Linked DNA regions of Sus scrofa: regions 1 and 2 are each linked to region 3. Evidence: chromatin contacts called from public Hi-C data. All regions are on one chromosome and are shown on one strand. The core of a region is the stretch at or near the end of the contact, and the rest is flanking DNA. Distances in the headings are between cores, read along the strand shown.

Region 1 (3,694 bases), core at 1,021-3,520, 110 kb after region 3:
AAGTAATACTCCGGTGACTGGCCAGCAGGGCAGGTGTTTCAGAGCTACGCATCAACAAGGCCGGCTTTGATTTTGCGATGGAACTTCTAAACCTGACTGTGTGTGTCAGCCGTGGGAGCAAGGGCACCCCCGCATGTGAGCACAGACTCACAGAGGCACGGCTGTGTTCGGGCAGGGGTGCTGGTCTCGTACTCATATGCCCTTCTGGCTGACCTTGGGACAGTAAACGCAGCCCCCTCGGGCGCTTTCCTCATCACCGGTTGACCTTCAGGAAAGACCACTGTTCTTTAGCGGGATGTATTTTGTTTGTCTACGGACAGTCTAAGTCCACAGATGTACTGAGGGGACTGTGTGTGTGTGTGCCCCTACGAGCATGCCTGTGTGTGCACAGGGAGGGATGGAAGGGCCCAGCTCTGCCTCTCTGCCTCCCCCACTCCCACCAGCCTGGGCTCTGTCCGCAGGCCAGCTCCCGGGGGCGGCAGGATGGCTGCAGGTGGCACCTGGGAAACCTGCTTTCCTGTTGGCTCCTAGGCGAGGGAGCCCCACTTGCACGGCAATCAGCCCTTCCTCTATCTGATGGGACACCACACTGGTAGGCGCCCACCCCCACCGCAGCAACAGCTGCCAGGGAACTGCCAAGAGCTGACCGGCTGAAGCCTTGGTCCCAAATCATGGGCCAGGGGTAGGGTCCCCTAATTAGGCCTCATCCCTGAGATGTGAGAGCCCCAGCACCTGCCAGTCACCTGGGGAGAGGGTAGAAAGTCGAAAAAAATTACTGCTCTTGCAGGGACCAGGAAGCTAGTGCGGATGCTGGCACAGCAATCAGCAGTGACCACGATTCCCATTTCACAGATGGACAAATGGAGGCCGGGGAGGATTACACTTGCCTGATGTTGCAGCCGGCCAGGCAAGCATTTGAAACCAGGTCTGTTTTGGCTTCAAAGTCCGTGAGTTTTCCATCATATCCTCTGATCCCTCCTTGTCGACTGAGGACAGCTGGGCCAGACAACATCGCAGGCTGCCAATTATCCAACCTACGACAAGGTGTTTACAGCAAAGATGCCCAGGGGGCACTCTTCACGACAGCCAAGAGGGGGAGGCAAGTCAAGTGCCGTCCGTGGCTGACCGGAGACGCACCGTATGGTCCGTCCACACATCCGCGCAGCGGGTATTACTCAGCTTCGCAAGGAATGAAGCACCGACACGGGCCCAACCTGGATAAACTCTGAAGACGTTAAGCTACGTGGAGCGAGGACTCAAATTTGTAAAGACAGAAAGTAAAACGGGGGGTGGGGGTGTCAGGAACTGGGGGAAGAGACTGTGTTTAGTGGGGACAGAGGGTCCCCTGGGAAGATGAAAAAGTTCCAGAGAAGGTCTAGGTCTAACCGCAATGTGACTTAATGCCGCAGAACTGTGCGGTTAAATCAGTGAGGTTTAAATCAGGTATATGTTGCCGTGATTTTAGAAAACTACGCGGTATCTTTAAAAGCCGCATTCAGGGGAAGGCAGCATGCTAATCCCTTGCGTGAAGCAGTTTTGCGGAAGCAGGGACAGCTGCCACTCCTCTGGTCCCTCTAAACCCTCCTGACTTCACTGCCCCCCCCGCACCCCTCCCGCCCCCGTCAGCCGTCCCGAGGCTCCTGAAGAGCGAGCAGCAGCGAGGTCTCAAAGCGTGAGCAGCAGCTTGCAAACGTTCCTCCCGTCGCACTCGTGGGCCTGACGTTGGAAATGAATGGTTTCCCGTTGTACCACTGACCCCTGTTGTGTGTTCTATTAATACCACATGTTACTATTCACGGCCACAGTTTCAGAGGAGCCTGGCCTTGTGCGTCCTCTGCCATCCCGCCTGGCATCAGCACAGCCCACGTGGGCGCAGAAGCCCAGGGCCTCCTCCACCCAGCGTGGTTCTGCCTCTCGTCCCGACCAGAAGGCAGGCGTGGGCAGGACGCAAGTCGTCAGGGGAAAGGTGGGTTTTATCAGCGCCACAAGACCCAGCGAAGCGGGCCCATGCTTTGTCAAACGTGCATTTGGCAAATGATTCCCTGTGGGCTGCAGAAATCCAGATGGAGGAAGTCTTCTAAGTGCGACGTCAGAATGGTACATCTGCTGAGCCCAACAAGTGCACGGGGCCAAGGGGAAGGAGTGGGTTGTCCACAAAATCTTAGAGCACGGATGTGGTTCTGGTGGCTCGTCCAAGAGAAGACAAAGGCCCAGTGTCCACACCCCCTGCGGGGCTGGGGCGTGGTTAGAGCTGGGGGAAGTCTAAGCCTCACCCAGAAGGGCTCTCAGTCTCACAGGCAGGAGACAGAGGCACGGGCAGGTGGGCAAGGTCAGTGGCCCAGGGCTGCCCAAGGCTGGACTTTGGCCCTGGGGCTCTGTGGCCTCGGCCCAGTGTCCTCTGGCCTCACCAGGCTGGACCAGGCAAGCAGCCGCTGACAGCGCGGCTTCGCTCCTCAAGGCACTGCCATCTACCGCCTCGCTGCTCTCCCCTGTGGGCAGCAGTCTGGGGCCTGGGCTCAGATGGGAGCTTACCTGACACCACGCCTGGTGCATAGTCACGGTGAGTCACGGAGAGGCCAACAGAGCACGACTGGGTGTCCGTGAGGGCTCCGCGGGGGCGCCGGGACAGGCCGGGTGGGAAGGACGGCGGTCCACAGAGGGCCTGCAGGAGCCCACTGCCGCATGCCCGCTGGGCGTCTCGTGGGGCTGAGACAGGGCTGGGACCGGAGGCTTGCCCCCTCGAGCTCTTTCGACGGCTCTGGTGGGTGCCTGCTCTGCTTTGACAGCGGTATTCAGAAGCCTGAAGCCGAGCAGGCCACTCTCACTTCCCCGGCCAGATCCCTCCTTCCCGCCGCCCGGCCATGTGCCTCGGGAGGCCACCTGCAGGGACGAGGCTCCCGTGCTTCCTGCTGGGCTCAGCCCGTGGGAGACGCTGGAAGCGGACTGGAGGGCAGGAGCAGAGAGGGGGAGGCTGGGGTGCTTCCGTCCTGCCCCTCCTGCCTGGCTGATGCTCGCCCGGCCCTTTCCCCCGCCCCTCCCAGCCAGGGGGCACTGGCTCCCACCCTGTCCGTCCCTGGACGCTTCCCCGTCCTTGTCAGTGCCCGGAACCCCGCCCTCGCTCCAGAAACACCCCGATACCTTCCTCCGTGAGCTCTGGGGGAGGCTGCTTTCCTGTCGAGACCATGCTGGGCAGAGGGGTGATCATCAGACCACAGGAGCGGTGACGTCTAGACTCAAGGCAAAGATAGCACATGTCTGCACAGTTGGGGACCCCCTCGAGAGCCCACCTCAAAGGCACGAATGTTACGGAAAAGTGACCCGGAGGCCTGGGCTGCTGCTGCAGGGTGGGGAAGTCTGCAGACACGGGAGCTTGTCTGGGGCCCAGCGGCTCCGCTCCCACCGAGGCGGAAGGGCCTCTGAGGCCTGAGGCTGGTCTGGGAGCTCGCCTGGAGTCCAGTCACGACCCCCCCCGCCCCCTCCCTCCCTCTCCCCCCACTCCCTTTCCTCAGGAAGCACAGAGTCAAGAAAGCAGATGTAAACCCCATTCTGCAGCTTTTCACCCAATTCAGCAGTTATAACCTGTGCTCCTTGGACCCTGAGCTACTTCCAGGGCCTCTTCACGACATTTTGGAATGTTACAAAATCACGCGTGGGCAAAAAATCCATTCAAAGTTCAGGGTAGACCCATGGAACT
Region 2 (3,864 bases), core at 630-3,129, 77 kb after region 3:
ACAGTGCCTGCCTCACTCTCACAGCTGCGTCGAGTCCGCGAAGCCGCTGATGCCCCGCCACGTGGCACTCCCGGCCAGTTCACGGGCCTTGCTTCAGCTCGAGGCTGAGAGGCCTGGCTCCCTGCTCCCAGCACTTAGCGTCCAAATTTCTGGTGTCCTGGGAGAAGCCCAGCATATCCCCTCTGGTGCCTTCCCAACCGGAGCCACGGGCAGAAGGCGCCGGAGACAAAAAGGGGCCCAGAAGGCGTTTTCAGATGGAAGGAGAGGGAAATCTCTTTTCCATTTCTCCATGGAGGACCCAAGGATAAAGCTGATTACTGCTCGCCCTCCAGCTCCGGGACGCTCCAACCTGCAAACCACAGCCTGAAAGAGAAACCTCTGCTGCCAGAGGTGCTGATGGGGAAACGATTTAGACCTTTGAAAGTTAAGCAAGGGGTTTATCTTTGGGTCTTAAATTCGGCAGAAAGGTCAGGATAGAAATGAGGTCTCCCCCCAAATGCAAGTCTGATCTATCGTTACCGTGCTGGACACGGAAACTCAAGCCGAACAGCCACGTCTGTGCCTTGCGGGCCCCTACACAGGATCTCAGGATCGCCTGATGTGTTAGGAGGTGACTCGGAGTAAAAGCTCTCTTGGGGGACTCAATCAGGCCTGGGTTTAGATCCCAGCTTGGCCCCTCTTATGATCTGGGCCACTTCTGTGACTCTCTGAGCCTCAGCTTCCTCCTCTGGGAAATGGGCACACAACCACCCTGAACAGAACCTTTTGAAAGTGACAGGCTCCGACATGAACAGGGACCCACCCCAGCAAACCAGGGCTGTCTCGGGAGTCAGCACCCAGAATGCGCTCCAAGAACGCCACCTCGGCTTGGGGCCTCCCGTTCTCAAGCCCAGGTCCTCTCGGACACCCCCTCGCAACTCTGAAGTTTGTTTTGGTGGCCAGTGGCGGAGACAGGGAGGGTGGTTCCTACTCTGACGAGGCAGGTGAGCTGACCCTGGAGCAGAGGCTACCCCGTTTTATGTGCCTGTTGCGGACGTGAGGTGGGGCACTCCCTTCGGCGACATCGGAGTGGAGCTGCTGTCCCAGAGGCGTCCAGGGGGCGTTTTGCAGACCCTCCCTGGCCCCGGTCAGGCCCTGTCTGCAGGGCCCAGCATCTGAGAAGCCCCTTGGAGCTGGCGGCTCGTCGTCGGCCGCCTTCCTCCGGGCACCACGCTGACGTTTCTCCTTCACCATCTTCGAAGCTGCCCGTCCTTTTCAGGAGAAGAAGGCAAGGCCGTGGTCTGACGTTCCAGGAACCCCTGAAGGAGGAATGCGGAAAATCCAACGGGCTGGGCCCCATCCAGCGGGTCCTCCGGGGAGAGAAGGGATTTCGCAGGCTAATGGCTGGGCCTCCGACGCTGACATCTTCTTATGATGTACTTAAGTCCGGTTTGTTTTGCTTTCTGTCTCCACAACAATTACCGAGATTTATTTTTTATTGCTCCGGTTCACTCTGCCAGGACCACACTTCCTTTTCTCTTTAAAGGAACAGCCACCCCGCATGGAGGGGCCTAGGAAGTGAGCATTTTCAATTGCAAAAATGAAAATAAACAAGGCTGCACGCCTCTTCTGGAGCAGGCCGCTGCTTCCCCGGTGCGCAGTGCCAGAGGGGCTTCTGGCTCTTCTCTGCTCGACACATGGGTTCACCCCGCGACTCCGCTGCAGCCCCTGTGAGGCCGGTTGTCACAGAGACACTGTCTTCCCTGGGGGCTCCTCAGAGGACCCCCGGGAGCTCAAAGGCACTTTGTTCTCAACGCCGGGTGACGGGGAAGAGGAGTGTGAGTTTCCCAGTGCTGCTGTGCCTTTCCAAGGTGCCAGTTTGGACTAAGGGCCCCGTGGGTGTCTGGTATCTGGCCTGGCCCTGTCTTTCCTGGGAGGCCCTCTGCTAGGAAGGTGAAGCGCCCTGCTGGTGCCATGCGGCGAGGCGGGGCCATTCCATGGAGGGAGAGGGAGCACCAGGGCCAGGTGGGCACCGTCCCTCCAGATCCTGGCTGTGGGACCCGGGAAAGGCACGCCCCCTCTCTGAGCCCTGGTTTCACCCGGGAAACCCCTGCCTGCTTGGTGGCTGTGAGCATCCCCGAGACCACGGTGGCAATGGGCTTGCCAGCCTGGCCAAGGTGCCCGTGATATGATGAATGGCGTGTAATGAATGGCTGCATCTTGAGACAGGAGATGGACCTGGATTCTCCGGGTGGGTCCCATGCAACGACAAGGGCCTTCTAAGAGGGAGGCAGGAGGTCAGAGTCACAGGAGGAGATGTGACGACAGAAGTAGAGTGACATGGGCCCACCAGCCAAGGGAGTGGGCGCCTCGAGAAGCTGGAAAAGGCACAGGAACGATTCTCCTCTGGCGCCTCCAGAGGGAACCAGCCCTGCGACACCCTGACCCGACCCAGTGAGACCCACTTCTGACCTGCCGACGGTGAGAGCCCACCTGTGTCCTTTAGGCCTCTAGGTCTGTGGTCACTCGCTCCAGCAGCGCCAGGAAGGGAGCGCAGTGCCGGAAGCGGCCATCGCATCATCAGCAGTGGGGGCGAGCCTGCCCCCCGGCTGCTCTCAGGCTCCACGTTGGCCTCCCATGCCCTGGGAAGGCACGCCTGTCCCTCCATGCCCTCGTTCCCTCATTCATTCCTTCCTGAGCACCCAGAGTCCGCGAGACTCGCTGGGCCGATGCCCCCTGCCCTCGCTTGCTCCCCCATCTTGGGCGGAGCCAGAGTTACCTTCCAAAACCAGGTCAGGCCACACCCCCTCTGCCTAGGCCCCGTCCCCGTGTCCTGGTCCTTCCTCTGCCCTCCCTCTGGCTCTGCCTCCTGGCCCAGGGCACCCGTGCCAGCTGCTGCCCCTCGGTGCATGTCTCCCCCCGGGGGTGGGGAGGGGGGACACTGCCTCCCCCTCTTTGGGTCTTTACTCTTCTGCACCTTCTAGCCAGGCCCTCTCGAGCGCCCTCTCCCCTCTCCTGCTTCAGCCCCGTCCCTTCGCAACCCCCACATTTTCCTCTTAGGCATATGCTTTCCGTCTCCCCGCTGGAAGTAAGCACCTTCAAGGCAGAGGTTTTCACTGATTTGTTCCCCGAGGTATCCTCAGTGCCTGCACACAGCAGGGACTCAACAAACAGTTGCAGAATAAATGAACACAGGCTACGGTCTTTAAAGCCAGATTCCGAGCAGCTCTTCAAACTCTTCTAGAGTCTCAGCATTTCATGTTCTACTTGCATTGGCTGCTGGCTCTTCTGGAAACACAGCTCTTGTTCAGGCCTCTGTAATTCTGCACAGGTGAACTCCTTCTCGGCCTGGTGAACTCCTATTCGTCCTTCAAAACCCAGCTCCTTTGCAGACCTTCCTCTAAATCTTTCATTCCCGCTGTTTGGTTCCCACCGCCCCCCCCATGCATTTCTAAAACACTTCATGCTTCCTTTTATTGGCGAATTCATTGTTTAGAGTTTGACTTTTTTTCCTCTTTTTCTGGCCGCCCTGTAGCATGTGGACTTCCCGGGCCAGGGATCAAATCTGAGCCAGAGTGAAAACATTCACCACAGCTGCGGTAACACCAGATCCTTAACCCACTGCATCAGGCAGGGGATTGAACTCGCATCCCTGCCACTGTGGAGACACCACGGATCCCATTGCACCACAGCGGGAATTCCAGAGTTTTTTTTAAACCCATCTGTTTCCCTGATCAGACTGTTAAGATGACTCTTCCTTGTTTGTTTCCTGTGCCATCTAGAGACTCCCTGACTCACAGCAGATGAACAGAAACACTGAGTGGATGGATGGACGGATGGGTTGGGTGGGTGGGGACAGAAACTCTGTCTCATTGGACTCTGGGT
Region 3 (3,621 bases), core at 715-3,214:
AAGCTTTTTTTTTTTTTTTTCTTAAACACCTCGTAAAAGCAGAGCAAATAATATTCCTCCAGGAAGTCCACGGACTGAGGAGTGTTTCTTGATCAATAGTTTGCATTTCCAGTAAAATTGTGAGAACTCGGCTGCCCTCACATACTCCAGGAAAAAGACATTTTTTTTTTTTTTGCTAGAGTTTCTTTCCTTTAAAAAAAAAATGGATGTTAAAATAAAATGGATGAAAAAATAAAGCTGTGGTGGGAGATGGAGGGGTGGGGGGAACGCTCACACCGTTCACCTGCGAGCTGAGGATGGAGGTTTATTTGACTTCGTGTATGTATATGAGAGGTGGGGAAGGGGAGCTGCCATACCGACAGAGTTAGGGGAAGACCCCAGAGCACCCTTTTAAAATACAGCGAGTGTTTCCGAAGTCGAATGTTACAGAAATTTATTTCGTACTTACTCTTCGATTTTGAATTTATCAGGAGATAATACCATTCACAGATAATGCAATAAATATTTTGTCTTTTGTTCTTCCACTGAAAATGAGTGAGGTGTTCCCCGTGCCTCCCGCACAGCTAATAGTGACGGCATACTCTCCCAAACCCTTTTCCTGGGGATCTCATAAACAGGGGATGCGAGAGTGAGGAGGGAAAAAGAATCCTAGCACCAGAAAGTTTTATCCGAACTCGTCTTCCCTACTCTACCGGACAGACAACTTCCAGAAGAACTCTCACTGGCATTTAGACCTTCTTAGAGGCGTCCTGCCCCGTCAGGGAAGCGAGCGGAGGGGGACCCGATTATTCGAGGTGTTGAAGAAATAAATACTCAGTCCACAAATAAACAAACTTTCCGGGATTCCTAGAGGGAAGCAGACAGCTTGGAAGGGCGAGGACCTCCGAGTTGCTCGAGGTCCGGATCTCGAAGTCTTCGGTCTCCGGGGTGCCTTGGACCTTCTGGATCGCTCCCCGCACCCTCCCACGGGGCCCCGGGGCCCAAATCACCGTATCCAACCGGGGTAATCCCAAGGGGCTCGGCCAGGAGCGGGAGGTGGGGGCCGCGCCTGGGGTAGCGGGGTGCCGCCGGCGGGGCCGCGGCCAGGAGCCCGCGCTCCGGACGCGCGTCTCGGGCGAAGCCCCCGCGGAGAGCGGCTCGGGTTTCTGCTCGCGGGCAGAGGAACCCAGCACTGCGCCGGCGGCCGGGTGGCTGGTGCATTGTTCCCGTCTTCGGGGAGCGCGGGAGTCGGCCTGTCAAAGGGAATTTATCTCTGGGAAAGGGGAGAGAAGCTGCGAAGCTGGGGTCGGGAGGGGGGGCTGCAGGCGTCTACCCGGGAGGGGAAAGTGGGAAATGAGCAGAATTTTTTCACCCTCTTCCCCAAACCCCACAAAACTGTTCCCCATGTCGTGGATTATTTGCCGAACCCACGGTGAATTCCAAGGATTAAATTCTCAAGATATCGCCACTTTCTGCACTTCGCCTTTCCCTATAGACGCCTCGGCCCGCCTCCTCAGGTTGGGGTGAGAGGCTCTCGGATTCTATATTTGCCTCCGAAACCTTTATAGGTAATTCTTGTCGGCCCCGAACCTGGATACTCCCCGTTGATTATTAATTATTTGCTTAAATAATAACACCCAGCGGAGGCCCGCCATTCCAATCCAGCACGTTTTCTTGGAATCCATTACACCTAGGCCGCGATAATTAGGAAATCTAATTATTCGCCTCATTATTCATTAATAAGAAAAATAGTCCCAGGTTCTTTGCTACTTACGAGGTCTTTGGGGAGATATTGGACTACATTAATCCATTCGATTTTATATCTCCAACTGACTTTTATCTGCAAAGGAGCGTCGGTTTGGTTTTTTTGTTTTTTTTTTTTTTGCTCTGGACACGTGGGCCCATTAACTAAAATGCGATAATAAAATAAATTTTAATAAGATATAACTTTAAAAAAAATCTTTTTTCAGCTGAGACGGAGCAGCAGAAGTCTGGTTCTGCGTGGCTGGGTCTTAGAGCCGACGGATTCGGCGCTCCTCGTCCTGATTGGTGCTAAGTCCCCACAGCGGCCAGGTTATTGGTCCAAAGTTCCCGGAGGGGGCGTGGCCGCAGGAAAGTAAAAACTCGCTTTCAGTAAGACTTTTGAAACTTTTCCCAATCCCTAAAAGGGACTTTGCCTCTTTTTCCGGGCTCGGCAGGGCAGCACTCTGGACCCCGACTCGCTGACCCTCAGCGCTACCGATTTGCCGGGGGGCTTGGAGAGCCGCCGTCCCCTTCCCGACGCGGACCGAGGGGGCCAGCCTCGGTCCACCGCGGTGCGTGGCGACTCTGCTCCGGCCCGGCCGCCCTCCCGGGCTGCCACCAGCCAAGTCCCGAGAGCGAGCGGGCGAGCGAACAGGGGCCGGCGCTGCGCTCTCCCGGGCGCGCCCTCCAGGATGCTGCCTCTCCCGGTCCGCTGAAAACGAGCGCCCCTTCCCGGCCCGAAGGCGGGAGCCCAGCGCCGGCGCCTCCTCCAGCTCACTCCTGAGGCTTCCAGGCGCCCGGGCTCCCCCCGCCGGTTCCCTTCCTCCCTCTCTCCTCTCTCGCTCGCGCTCGCTCTCACAGGGCCTTCCTCACGGTCCGTGCGCGCAGGCGGTGGCTAGCCGTCTCGGACGCAGCATGCAGGCGCGCTACTCTGTGTCCGACCCCAACGCCCTGGGAGTGGTGCCCTACTTGAGCGAGCAGAATTACTACCGCGCGGCGGGCAGCTACGGCGGCATGGCCAGCCCCATGGGCGTCTATTCGGGCCACCCGGAGCAGTACGGCGCGGGCATGGGCCGCTCCTACGCTCCCTACCACCACCACCAGCCCGCGGCGCCCAAGGACCTCGTGAAGCCGCCCTACAGCTACATCGCACTCATCACCATGGCGATCCAGAACGCGCCCGAGAAGAAGATCACCCTGAACGGCATCTACCAGTTCATCATGGACCGCTTCCCCTTCTACCGGGAGAACAAGCAGGGCTGGCAGAACAGCATCCGCCACAACCTCTCGCTCAACGAGTGCTTCGTCAAGGTGCCCCGTGACGACAAGAAGCCTGGCAAGGGCAGCTACTGGACCCTGGACCCGGACTCCTACAACATGTTCGAGAACGGCAGCTTCCTGCGGCGCCGGCGGCGCTTCAAGAAGAAGGACGTGCCCAAGGAGAAGGAGGAGCGGGCCCACCTCAAGGAGCCGCCCCCGGCGGCGTCCAAGGGAGCCCCGGCCGGGCCCCCCCTAGCGGACGCCCCCAAGGAGGTCGAGAAGAAGGTGGTGATCAAGAGCGAGGCGGCGTCGCCGGCGCTGCCGGTCATCACCAAGGTGGAGACGCTGAGCCCCGAAAGCGCGCTGCAGGGCAGCCCGCGCAGCGCGGCCTCCACGCCCGCCGGCTCCCCCGACGGCTCGCTGCCGGAGCACCACGCAGGCGCGCCCAACGGGCTGCCGGGCTTCAGCGTGGAGAACATCATGACGCTGCGAACGTCGCCGCCCGGCGGCGAGCTGAGCCCCGCGGCTGGGCGCGCGGGCCTGGTGGTGCCGCCGCTGGCGCTGCCCTACGCCGCCGCGCCGCCCGCCGCCTACGGGCAGCCCTGCGCGCAGGGCCTGGAGGCCGCGGGCGCTGGAGGC

The links. Hi-C and Micro-C count contacts between places; a contact is called where the count stands out from the background.
Region 1: a Hi-C map of skeletal muscle shows a contact between it and region 3, with 3 times the contacts expected there. The contact joins the enhancer-like site here to the promoter of FOXC2 in region 3. A contact is called at or near these places in 4 of 47 Hi-C or Micro-C datasets (alveolar macrophages, embryonic fibroblasts, mesenteric adipose tissue and 1 more).
Region 2: a Hi-C map of skeletal muscle shows a contact between it and region 3, with 3 times the contacts expected there. The contact joins the enhancer-like site here to the promoter of FOXC2 in region 3. A contact is called at or near these places in 1 of 5 promoter capture datasets (liver), 8 of 47 Hi-C or Micro-C datasets (embryonic fibroblasts, heart right ventricle, mesenchymal stem cells and 3 more) and 1 of 2 datasets of contacts at active chromatin or transcription factors (skeletal muscle).

Annotation. Positions count from the first base shown.
Region 1 is chr6:2,446,722-2,450,415 of Sscrofa11.1, reverse strand. LOC106510452 (a long non-coding RNA gene) reads right to left here. Exons shown (of 7, transcript XR_002344453.1): 2 at 1-3,694. Among named protein-coding and RNA genes, the nearest start is that of FOXL1, 96 kb to the left of the region's middle. Within about 2 kb of position 2,270, at least 3 of the 83 cell types and tissues checked have an H3K27ac peak or open chromatin away from gene starts, as enhancers often do. A contact at or near this core is called in skeletal muscle, where this site is marked.
Region 2 is chr6:2,476,081-2,479,944 of Sscrofa11.1, reverse strand. The region is part of intron 6 of LOC106510452 (a long non-coding RNA gene); the gene reads right to left. LOC106510447 (a long non-coding RNA gene) reads left to right here. Exons shown (of 2, transcript XR_001308949.2): 2 at 1-3,864. Among named protein-coding and RNA genes, the nearest start is that of FOXL1, 67 kb to the left of the region's middle. Within about 2 kb of position 1,879, at least 20 of the 83 cell types and tissues checked have an H3K27ac peak or open chromatin away from gene starts, as enhancers often do. A contact at or near this core is called in mesenteric adipose tissue, retroperitoneal adipose tissue and skeletal muscle, where this site is marked.
Region 3 is chr6:2,553,384-2,557,004 of Sscrofa11.1, reverse strand. It overlaps FOXC2 (forkhead box protein C2), which reads left to right and starts at 1,964. Exons shown (of 1, transcript XM_021093694.1): 1 at 1,964-3,621. The coding sequence starts at 2,638. It also overlaps a transcript of MTHFSD not described here.